Regions from separate parts of the Zea mays genome. Here regions 1 and 3 are each linked to region 2. Evidence: chromatin contacts called from public Hi-C data. All regions are on one chromosome and are shown on one strand. Each heading gives the region's core, a stretch centred on a gene start, on an enhancer-like site or on the middle of the called end of the contact. The rest is flanking DNA. Distances are from core to core; before and after follow the strand shown. Region 1 has its middle 13 kb from the start of LOC103628355. Region 2 has its middle 52 kb from the start of LOC100282372. Region 3 holds the start of LOC100275501.

Region 1 (3,042 bases), core at 46-2,545, 300 kb before region 2:
TGGTGCTAAAATTATAAGTACCCTGTCTAAGAGTATTGGATTACCGAAGCTCGAGAAGGACATCAACTGCTATAGGCGTCAGCATATCATAGGCATCATGTTTTATTCTAATTTTAAAGTAAGAACCTTTTTACAAGTTATCAGTGATATGTTTGTATTAGCTTAAGTATTCTATTTTTAAGTTTGTTTTTTCCAGAGTTTGTTACTAAGCAAAGCTCTGAAGATGCAACAAGATGATGAAGATAGGAAGAACGAAGCTATTGTAAAGGGTTTAGAGGATAAAATCAAAGAACTTGAGGATTCTTTTCTGGATTTCAATTAAAATTCTAGTTTTAAAAATTTTAGGATTTATATCTCTGACAACCTTTTAGTATTCCCATCACCCATTAGGAGAAGATAAATAAAATAAAAACGAGGAACTCATTTTAGAAGACATGTTAATCTTTAATCTTTTGTAGAAATAATATATAAATCCCAAAATAGGATTTCAGATGTTACAGTTGTCTCCCAGTCAACTATGGTTGCGGAGCATCGTTGTCGTCATATAATATATTTATTTAGTTATTGTATATAGAACCTCTATTATATAATAAAGATGTGACATTGATTTCTGTATCATGAGTCATCATATGTGTGAGACTTGATCCTAGCACATATTTGACACGCGCTTGAATTTGCCCTTAAATTCGGGTGTGACAAGTGTGCAGTCTCATCGAATGTTATCTCATAAATCTCCATAATGTGGTTAGTCTCCAGGTTAAGAACATGATAAGCACAAGAATGTAATGCATAACTAAGGAAAACCTCATCAGAAGACCGAGACTCAAATTTGTCCAAATTACCTTGTTTCAGCGCAAAGCATCTATAGCAAAACACCCTGAAATGACTAACCTTAGGTGGCCGTCCAAACCGGAACTCACAAGAAGTTTTGTTCAAGAAAGCATGAAGAAAGATGCGATTTGACACATGGCAAGCAGTGTTATCGCTTTGGCCCAAAAACGCCTAGGATCCTAGGCTCAACTAGTGGTCAAGGGGCGCAGCGTATGCATATATACTCCGCGGCACACAATCAGCTGGCATAGGGTTGGCGTAACAACCCTTGGAAATCTTGGTAAAGCGGTTGCGATGAGCTCGCGAATGGGGCGATGCTGGTATGTGTGACCCGCTTGGCGGCGAGGGCACAGGAACACGCGCATGCGAAAGGACCTGGTGTACGGGCCCTACGTTGTCAATGACTGGTGACATGGCGTGTGGGTCCGGAGTGCTGAAGCATGGGGTAGCATTTGCTTTAACGGGCCCTCCTGCCAGTGTCATGGCGATGGCGTACTGTGCACTGAGAGACTACCTGATGGGGCCCTTCTGTAGGCGTCGGATGCAAGTGGCTGGAAAGGTGGGCTGTCGGGGTAGATCCCGACCCACGAAGCACTTGTAGTTATTTTCCTTTTTTCTTTTCTTCATTTTTATTTTTATTTTATATTTTCAATTTAAATCTGTAAATTCCAAATTCAAACCCATGTCTAAGCTCCAAATTTCAAATTAAATGCACCAATCAAAGATCCAACATGTATGCACAAATTTATTTTATGTATAGGTTATTAAGTTAATCTCTTGAACATGAGGATTATGTAGGCTAAATCAATGAGAAAACACCATCACATGTAAATAATAACCCACACTCTTACTTCATTAGATTTTAGGTGTTACAGCTAGCCCGGGTCCATCACCAAACGTGTTGGGCTGGGCATGGACCGGTTCAAAATACGGGCCTCGGGTCAGGTCTACGGGCTCGGGCTCCATGTACACCTATACTGATTCCTAGCATGTCTCAGAATAATTCGACTATTGCTTCCTTAATTTTATCCATGATAGCTGGTGGTAAAGGACTGGATTCTGAGACATGAGGCTCATGTGACTAGGTAGTGTTATGCATGTTGTCTACATGAGGATAATCTATGTGTGGCGAAGCGAACCCCTCTAACTCCCTATGAGTTGGGCGGTACTCAGTTCTAGATGCGGGAATGCTTTGGTTTTGGTGGGCCGAAGGTGGAGGAGGGAGGAGATGTTGTGGTATAGAGCCTGGTTGCGTGTTGTGCATATTGTACCAATCTGAGTGTTGTACCCCGAACAGTCCGTGGTAGGTCCACAACGAGTTATCAAGAGTCCAGTCTGGGGCCAAACTGTCCGAGATTATACTCGGATGGCTCGAGCGTGCATAGGGATGCTAGCATGTTACATAGGAGTTGTAAGGGTAGCAGCTTCCCTAGAAATAAGTTTATTGGCATACCATATAATTGCTAGGATTGTGGAGGCCCATTTGTTGCCGATGCGACCTCGTGAGATGGAAAACTAGGTATAGTAGATTTTTCGAGCGCACCTGTGAGTTTCTTGAGTAAGTGTTCTACCCCTCCCAGAAACTGCTCTAACTGATCCCTTTGTTGATCTACATAATGCTTAATAGATTGATTATCAGTAGAATTACTTACATTGCTATTTTGGAGTGAAGGTACAAGGAAGTCGAGCTTGATCTCCCCTTTCTTGATAATTCTCTGGTGTCGATCTAGAGTGAGGTGTGACCAGAACTTCGCTTCTTCGTGCACCCATGCACATTGTCGTAGCACATCATCATCCAATTGCTTCATGAGGTCTTCAAACCATTGTTGCTCATCGACCGAGAGACATTCCATAGTCAATCTAAGGAAATTATCTGGGGAGGCATTAGTGTGATCTTTGGGACCGACCATTGAGGCCATTCTAATAGATCTAAAATGCACTTGTCACTTACAGAGTCGCCAAAAAGTGTGTTGGCGCCTTTTTGGGACAAACACCAAACGAACCCTAGAGCCTGTGCGTCACATGCTGGGCCTTAGGGTCCTCTCTATGGGAGCACGAACCATCCGCGTTGGGCAGCCAGACCGTCCATGACTACGCAGAGAGATGTGCTCCTCCTATGCTGGCGCGCGGACCGTTCGCGGGTGAGTGGCGAACCATCCGCGATGGGACACAGAGCTTCATGAAGATCCAAGATCTCGCCTTCCGAGAGGG
Region 2 (3,105 bases), core at 240-2,739:
GAGCAATGTGTGATGATGTCCAACTATGCAATCGCTGTGTACGTGAGTTTCTGATCCTGACACGTACATGGTTCGCATTCGGTTTGCCTTCCAAAACAGGGTGTGACAGAGGACCTTCCTATACTCTGCAGTGACGCGCTCCCTGTTTGCCTCTTTCGGTTAAGGTAATCTCTCCCTAGCTTTCCTAATTACTTTGCCAAGGGTGTCCTGTTCCACCCTTGTGGTAGCACTGTTTTCTCGGATGATTCTCTATGTTCCAGTTAACACATTAATCTTATCATGAACCATAAATAATCCATCAGTAATAATAAAGCATGATCATATGTCATATAGTATTACTTCCCAAAACAAGGTAGAGCATAGCCAAACTACCCAATAATTAATTTGCATGCAAGGTGTGGGGTAAGCAAAACTAGGGTATCTTATTAGGTCCTATCAAATTAACCTAAACATGTCACTATGATTAACATGAACATTATTAGGTAAAGAAGAGTGGTCAAGGGCATAACTTGCCTTCAGCGAGCTCCTGCTCAGCCTCTTCAACCGGCTATGCTCCGGGCTCCTCGGTCACTTGCTTGTCTACTCGCAACAATACAAACAAACATTTAATAGAAGAAATTAACTTCACACCAAACATGAGAACACAATGCATAATAATGTTCTACATGTTGCAACGAGATCGTAGATTCCAGAAGCACTAAAATCGGAGTTACGGTTATAAAGATATGATTTTCTGAAGCTTTAGGTAATTAATTAGTGATAATATATATTCTATGTCATTTAATATAATTCATGTGACACGAGATTACAAAGAAATAGATAACTCCACTTTCAGCTAAGTTACAACTTGGTTAGAGATCATCTTTTAGTCAACGCCTAATTATGGGTGAAGAGCATTGTATTTACTTTTAATTATAAAAGCAAATCTAATGAGCATAGGTTAAACTTATCATTTAATTATCTCTAAAAACATGACAAAATAATGTTGTTTAATGTGTAGGAAATTTTAATACGGAGCTAACGCAACTGGAACAGATCAATTCAGATTAAAAATGGATAAGTTATGATTTATTTAAGTTTATGAAATTATTCTTATGCTAAGATTTGATTTTCGGTTTTAATTTTATATTTTCAATGCACTCTGTACTGCAGGTCCTATTCTATAGAAGCTTGGGAACTCATGTGCTAAAAATAGGACCTATATGTACTATTCTTTGAACTGTGTGGGACGACAGGTTTATATTCATAAAATGCGGGGCTCTTAAGAAAAATGTGCATTATGAAGGAGTACGTTTGTTTCTCAGTCACCTGATCGCGATTCATCAGTTTAGATTAGATCCAGCACCTCACGAACCGGTATGCGAGCAGAGCCCTCAGATCAAAATCCGACGGCCTAGATTTTAAAACTTCGCGATCTAATCCATATCGTACATATACGGATCTATGGTCGTGATCAACTCATACGAATCGATATTCCATTTTAATCTAGACCACCCATAACCGAATCAACGGTCGGGCGTGCTCCCCTCACCACGCCGACCTCCCAGATGGTGGCGCAGTTCAGCACGCGACGAGGGATCGCTGGCGCGCACCCAATCCCAGCACACAGGGCACCAACCCGACCCCATTGGGCTTATTGAGAGGGGGCAACGGTGAATTCGATGGAGGCTGCCTTACCGTGCACAATGACGAATGGAGCTCCGCCCACGGTAGGCAGCGACTTGGCGGCGAAGTGGATTGACGGCGAAGGCATTTGCGGCTCCAACCGGTCCTTCTCCCACGCTAATCCCACGACGACATGCGGTACTCCTTGCTGATGACCCGAGGGCCCCCAAATGGAGCCAAGGACGCCCTCAGCCCGCTCCCTGCGTGCGGCCTAATCCGCGCACACCCTCTCTCTCTCTCTCCCCCAATAGTGAGCTTTGGCGCATGGGGCGATGCTGTTGGCTTGGACTACGGGTGATCGATGGAGGGGGTGAGGTGGTCGCGGCGGTCAGGCTTTCATCCCCCATGCCCATCTCCGTCGCTCCACTCATCAGTCGTGCCTCTGCTCGTCCCCACACGAACCCATCTCCGTCGCTCCACTCATCAGTCCTAGCCGAGGCACCGGACATAGGAGGGAGAGCGAGCAGGGGCTGGTGGCAGCTGGCTTGGCTAGGCTCCGGCGGAGGAGAGGCACCGCTGGAGCGATCGAGGCATGAGTGGGACTGTGCGCGTGTGTATGCACGGAGGGGCTACACTCAGAGCTTGTAGATCTTGTTTGGATAAAAACTTCGGGTCCGACCTCCCAAGGGCGATGTGTTGGCACTCAGCACGCACGATCCGCTGTACCGGGCAAGTGTCAAGGACGAAGGAAACATGTTGAGGTTTTAATAAATCTAATCTAATATCATCATGTAAGTGTTGCTTTATTATTATAAATTATACTACTTTTATTCTTAAATATTTGTCACCGACTAATTCATTTTTAAACTAAAAACACGATAAGGATATAATATTATTTAGGAAAAGTCTAAAGTACTTCCTCCACCTATGGACAAAGTTCACATAATCCCTTAAAGTTTTTTAGTTTATTTTATCTCGATGCTCCTTTGAATTGGTTTAGTTACCGCTTAACAAATATTGTCTTTTTATTTTTTATGTATAAACTGAGTTTTCAGTTCAAATTTTGTTGGTTAGTAGCTAATAGCATAATTTAGCCTAGAAAAATAAATTATGATTTTTTATAATTATTTTGATAGGTTAGAGATCATAGAAGATAATAACGGTAATGGTACAAAACTAAATACGAATAATGATGAAAAACTTTATCATATTTTTCTAACATAAGTTATGATGTCCTCAATCACCACGAATAATATGAACTGTAAATTCAACATGTACGGATAAATAAAAAAACAAATCTCTTCCTAATGAAATTTGTGTATTTCGTTTCTTCGTGTATAAGTTAAATTTTGAGTTCATTTTTTCATCATTATTTTATATTTAGTTTTGTACCATTAAAGTTTTTTTTTATCTTATCTTATTCTTAACCTATCAAAATAATTATAAAAACTACAATCTATTTTTCTAGGCTAAATTATGTTATTATCTACTAACCAATAA
Region 3 (2,907 bases), core at 17-2,516, 370 kb after region 2:
GGTTCCTGATTGTACTTTCCAGAACAATTGTCAGCTTTCTTTATTTTCGCCTGTCATCTTATATAGCCGTTCCCATTGGTGTTCTCCAGCACAGCTAGAAGCAAAAGCAGCAGCAAGGCCTGGAAAATCCTCCTCGTAAGGATGCACGTATCGGCGCCGAAATTTCTCATCGCCTATAGCGGCGACAGAAAGGAAACTAGCCTCGTCATTGAACAACCCCTTTGCCCTGAGAAAATTGATCAAGCAATTCCGTGGCAACAACCGACGGTCAATACTATAATTTATCAGCGCTGGCCTTCGTGCGATGTATGGTACCTCCAATCCGACAACCCTGATCAAGAATTCCATGTTTCTTCGAACCCTCTCCTCGGTGAAACCCAATATAGTCGGGTCTCTCTTCACCGCTGATACTATATGGTCCTTTGACCATCCAAGCTTCTCAAACAGCTGAATGCTCTTGGTTATCTTCCCGCTGCCAAGGATTGCAAATGTATAAAGCCCACGGAAGAAAGGTTGAGAGCCCGGCTGGATTCTGAACTCATGAAGGCGAGCCAAAGCTTCCTGCAGGCTCTTAGGGTCCCTGGTGAGCACACGGGACATGAAGCTGTTGGAGATATCAGAAACATTTATACCACACTCTTGAAGGAGCTCCAAGTTGGGCTTGCAGACCTCCTCAATCCTTGTGCTGAGGAGAGCGGCGTTAATTCTGAGCGCCCGAATGAGCTCGTCGAGAGAGCCAAAGACCGAGATCCAAAACTCAAGATTGAGGCGAAGCGAGCTATGGCGGAAGTGGTTCATGCCAACGATGAGAAGGCGGACGATCTCCGGACGTGAAAACCCGAGGTCGGTGAGCTCGGCGACGCGAGCGGTGAGGGATCTCTCCACGTCGGAGCAGAGGACTTTGGGGTCCCTGGTCACGACGTCGGTGATCTCGGCGCTGGACAGGCCGAGGTTGGAGAGGAAGGCGACGACCGCGTCGGCTTTCGAGGGATCCTTCAGATGGGAGACATGCTTCGACGCCTTGAGGGCCTGTGCTTGGGTGAGGCCGCATGTGGCGACGAGGTAGTCCTCGACGGCGAATGGTTTTGTAGCGACGCATTTGGTGGCGGAGAGGAGGCGGTGGGGATAGAAGAGCGGGAAGAAGTGGGGGCAAGGGACGTATGGTGATCCAGGTGCCCGGAGGAGAAGGGAGATCATGCGCTTCCGGAGGTTGTTCATGGCGCCTCGGCTGCGGCTGCGCCGGCGTGAGGGTTACCAGTGTTCCGGCGGGTGGAAAAAGTTGGGTTATCCAGCTAGGTCTCCAGTCTCCTCTCTTCCACTGCGTGTCAAAGGCCGAAGGTTGTTCAGTCGAGCCGCATACAGAATAGGCCCAACAGGCCCAAATCCGCGTGTGTTGAGCCGACAAAATTAGCAAAGCCCAACATATACCCAGCTAGGCTTCGGCCCCCTCTCTGCCTCTGTGTGTCCGCAAACGATTAAAACCCTCCCGGTGGCGGCGGCTGGTACAGCCAGCGGAAGGTCCCGGCGCTCTCATCCGGTGAAAATAAAGAGGGGAAACGGACAGGAGCCGCCTCAAATGGACAGCGGAAGCGATTCCGACGGCGCTCCCGAGGAGCTCACTGCTGTGCAGGTGCGTTAGTCCTCTCCCCTCTAGGACCCGACGCTACGCGAGAGTAGATCACGATGGTCATCCTGTTTCTTCTTCATGCCTCATACTCCGTGCTGAGATATGTAGAAAATACTGAGTGATTTGCCTTGTTATTGTCTTTAGGGTGTTGCGAAGCACGAAGAGACCAGTAAAGTCGAGAAAGACAGTGTTCTCAGGTGTGTTTCTTATGCTTACTTTACAGTTGATTACTGGATGGACATTCTGCCGCAAAAATGTGCTACTTTGATCTGTTCTTTTTTCTGTTTGTCTTCGTTCACTATGCTAGATTCCTTATTCCCTGCTGTAACTCACTTATTCGCTCTCTTTGTTGTAGTAGATGCAAGTGCCGTTACAAATTTTCTTTTGGACCATAACCAAATGACTCTGAGATGCTCAATAATCAGTAAAAACTATCTCCTTGTACATGTTTGTTTGTAATGTTTGTGCCCAAAATGTAGGTCTTTTAACTTCTACACTTTCTTTGTTTTAGATGTTTATATAGTTTTGTGTATGACTCGTGGTGTGGTTCTGTGGCCATCCAGTCCAATGGTATATCTGTTATGGATTTGTGGGTTTAACTCTTTTTTTTGTGTAACTCATGGATTACCAATTTGAATCTTGCTTTCTTGAGGCCATCAGTGTGCTATAACTTGTTTGTTATCTGATTTTTGTATCGCACAGATAATAATGCCATATGGCCATGTGGGATGTCTTTGCAGAGTAACACGGGAAGGAAAGGAACGGAGGAAACGTTGGGCCCAACGAAGAACATCCTCTAAACCAGATAAGAAGGCGCCAAAGGAAGTAGAAGATGAAGATACTAAAAAAAGTGAGGAGCATGAGGAGACAAATACTATGCCTGGCATGCTCCCCACTAGTGTAATTGAAATTCTAGCAGCTCGTGAGAAGTATGAGCACGTCTCTTGCTCTACCAAGTTTTGTTAAAATCTTTGTTTTTAGCTTGGACTTCATGGGTTATTTGGTCTTCATCTCACATTATCAGGCAAACCTTCGCATCAGATTCCGAGGAAGAAAATGTAAAGCAGAAGGTCCAGAGGAGAAAGAAGAGAATGAAAACTGATGGGTATGTTTAATGTTCCTGTCATCAAATATAAAGTCCTGAAATTATACTTATGCCAGTTGTTGGTCGGTCAGGCCTGAAACTATTCTGCTGAAAGATGTCCGTTCAACGCAACACGTGAAGAATGCCCTTGATTTCTTGGAGCATAGGAAAAATCGTGTCCCAAGGTCAAATGCAG

The links. A called contact is a pair of places that touch in the nucleus more often than the background predicts.
Region 1: a contact with region 2 is called in a Hi-C map of leaf, with 4 times the contacts expected there. The contact joins two enhancer-like sites. A contact is called at or near these places in 2 of 25 Hi-C or Micro-C datasets (ear and leaf).
Region 3: a Hi-C map of ear shows a contact between it and region 2, with 1.6 times the contacts expected there. The contact joins the promoter of LOC100275501 here to the enhancer-like site in region 2. A contact is called at or near these places in 2 of 25 Hi-C or Micro-C datasets (ear and leaf).

The regions. Positions count from the first base shown.
Region 1 is chr5:98,748,901-98,751,942 of Zm-B73-REFERENCE-NAM-5.0, forward strand. No RefSeq gene overlaps it. Among protein-coding and RNA genes, the nearest start is that of LOC103628355, 13 kb to the right of the region's middle. Within about 2 kb of position 1,296, at least 17 of the 20 cell types and tissues checked have an H3K27ac peak or open chromatin away from gene starts, as enhancers often do. A contact at or near this core is called in ear and leaf, where this site is marked.
Region 2 is chr5:99,050,957-99,054,061 of Zm-B73-REFERENCE-NAM-5.0, forward strand. No RefSeq gene overlaps it. Among protein-coding and RNA genes, the nearest start is that of LOC100282372, 52 kb to the left of the region's middle. Within about 2 kb of position 1,490, at least 19 of the 20 cell types and tissues checked have an H3K27ac peak or open chromatin away from gene starts, as enhancers often do. A contact at or near this core is called in ear and leaf, where this site is marked.
Region 3 is chr5:99,423,085-99,425,991 of Zm-B73-REFERENCE-NAM-5.0, forward strand. LOC100275501 reads right to left here and starts at 1,267. Exons shown (of 2, transcript NR_175981.1): 1 at 1-1,267. LOC100276302 reads left to right here and starts at 1,462. Exons shown (of 5, transcript NM_001150125.3): 1 at 1,462-1,630; 2 at 1,772-1,824; 3 at 2,368-2,556; 4 at 2,652-2,732; 5 at 2,804-2,907. The coding sequence starts at 1,577.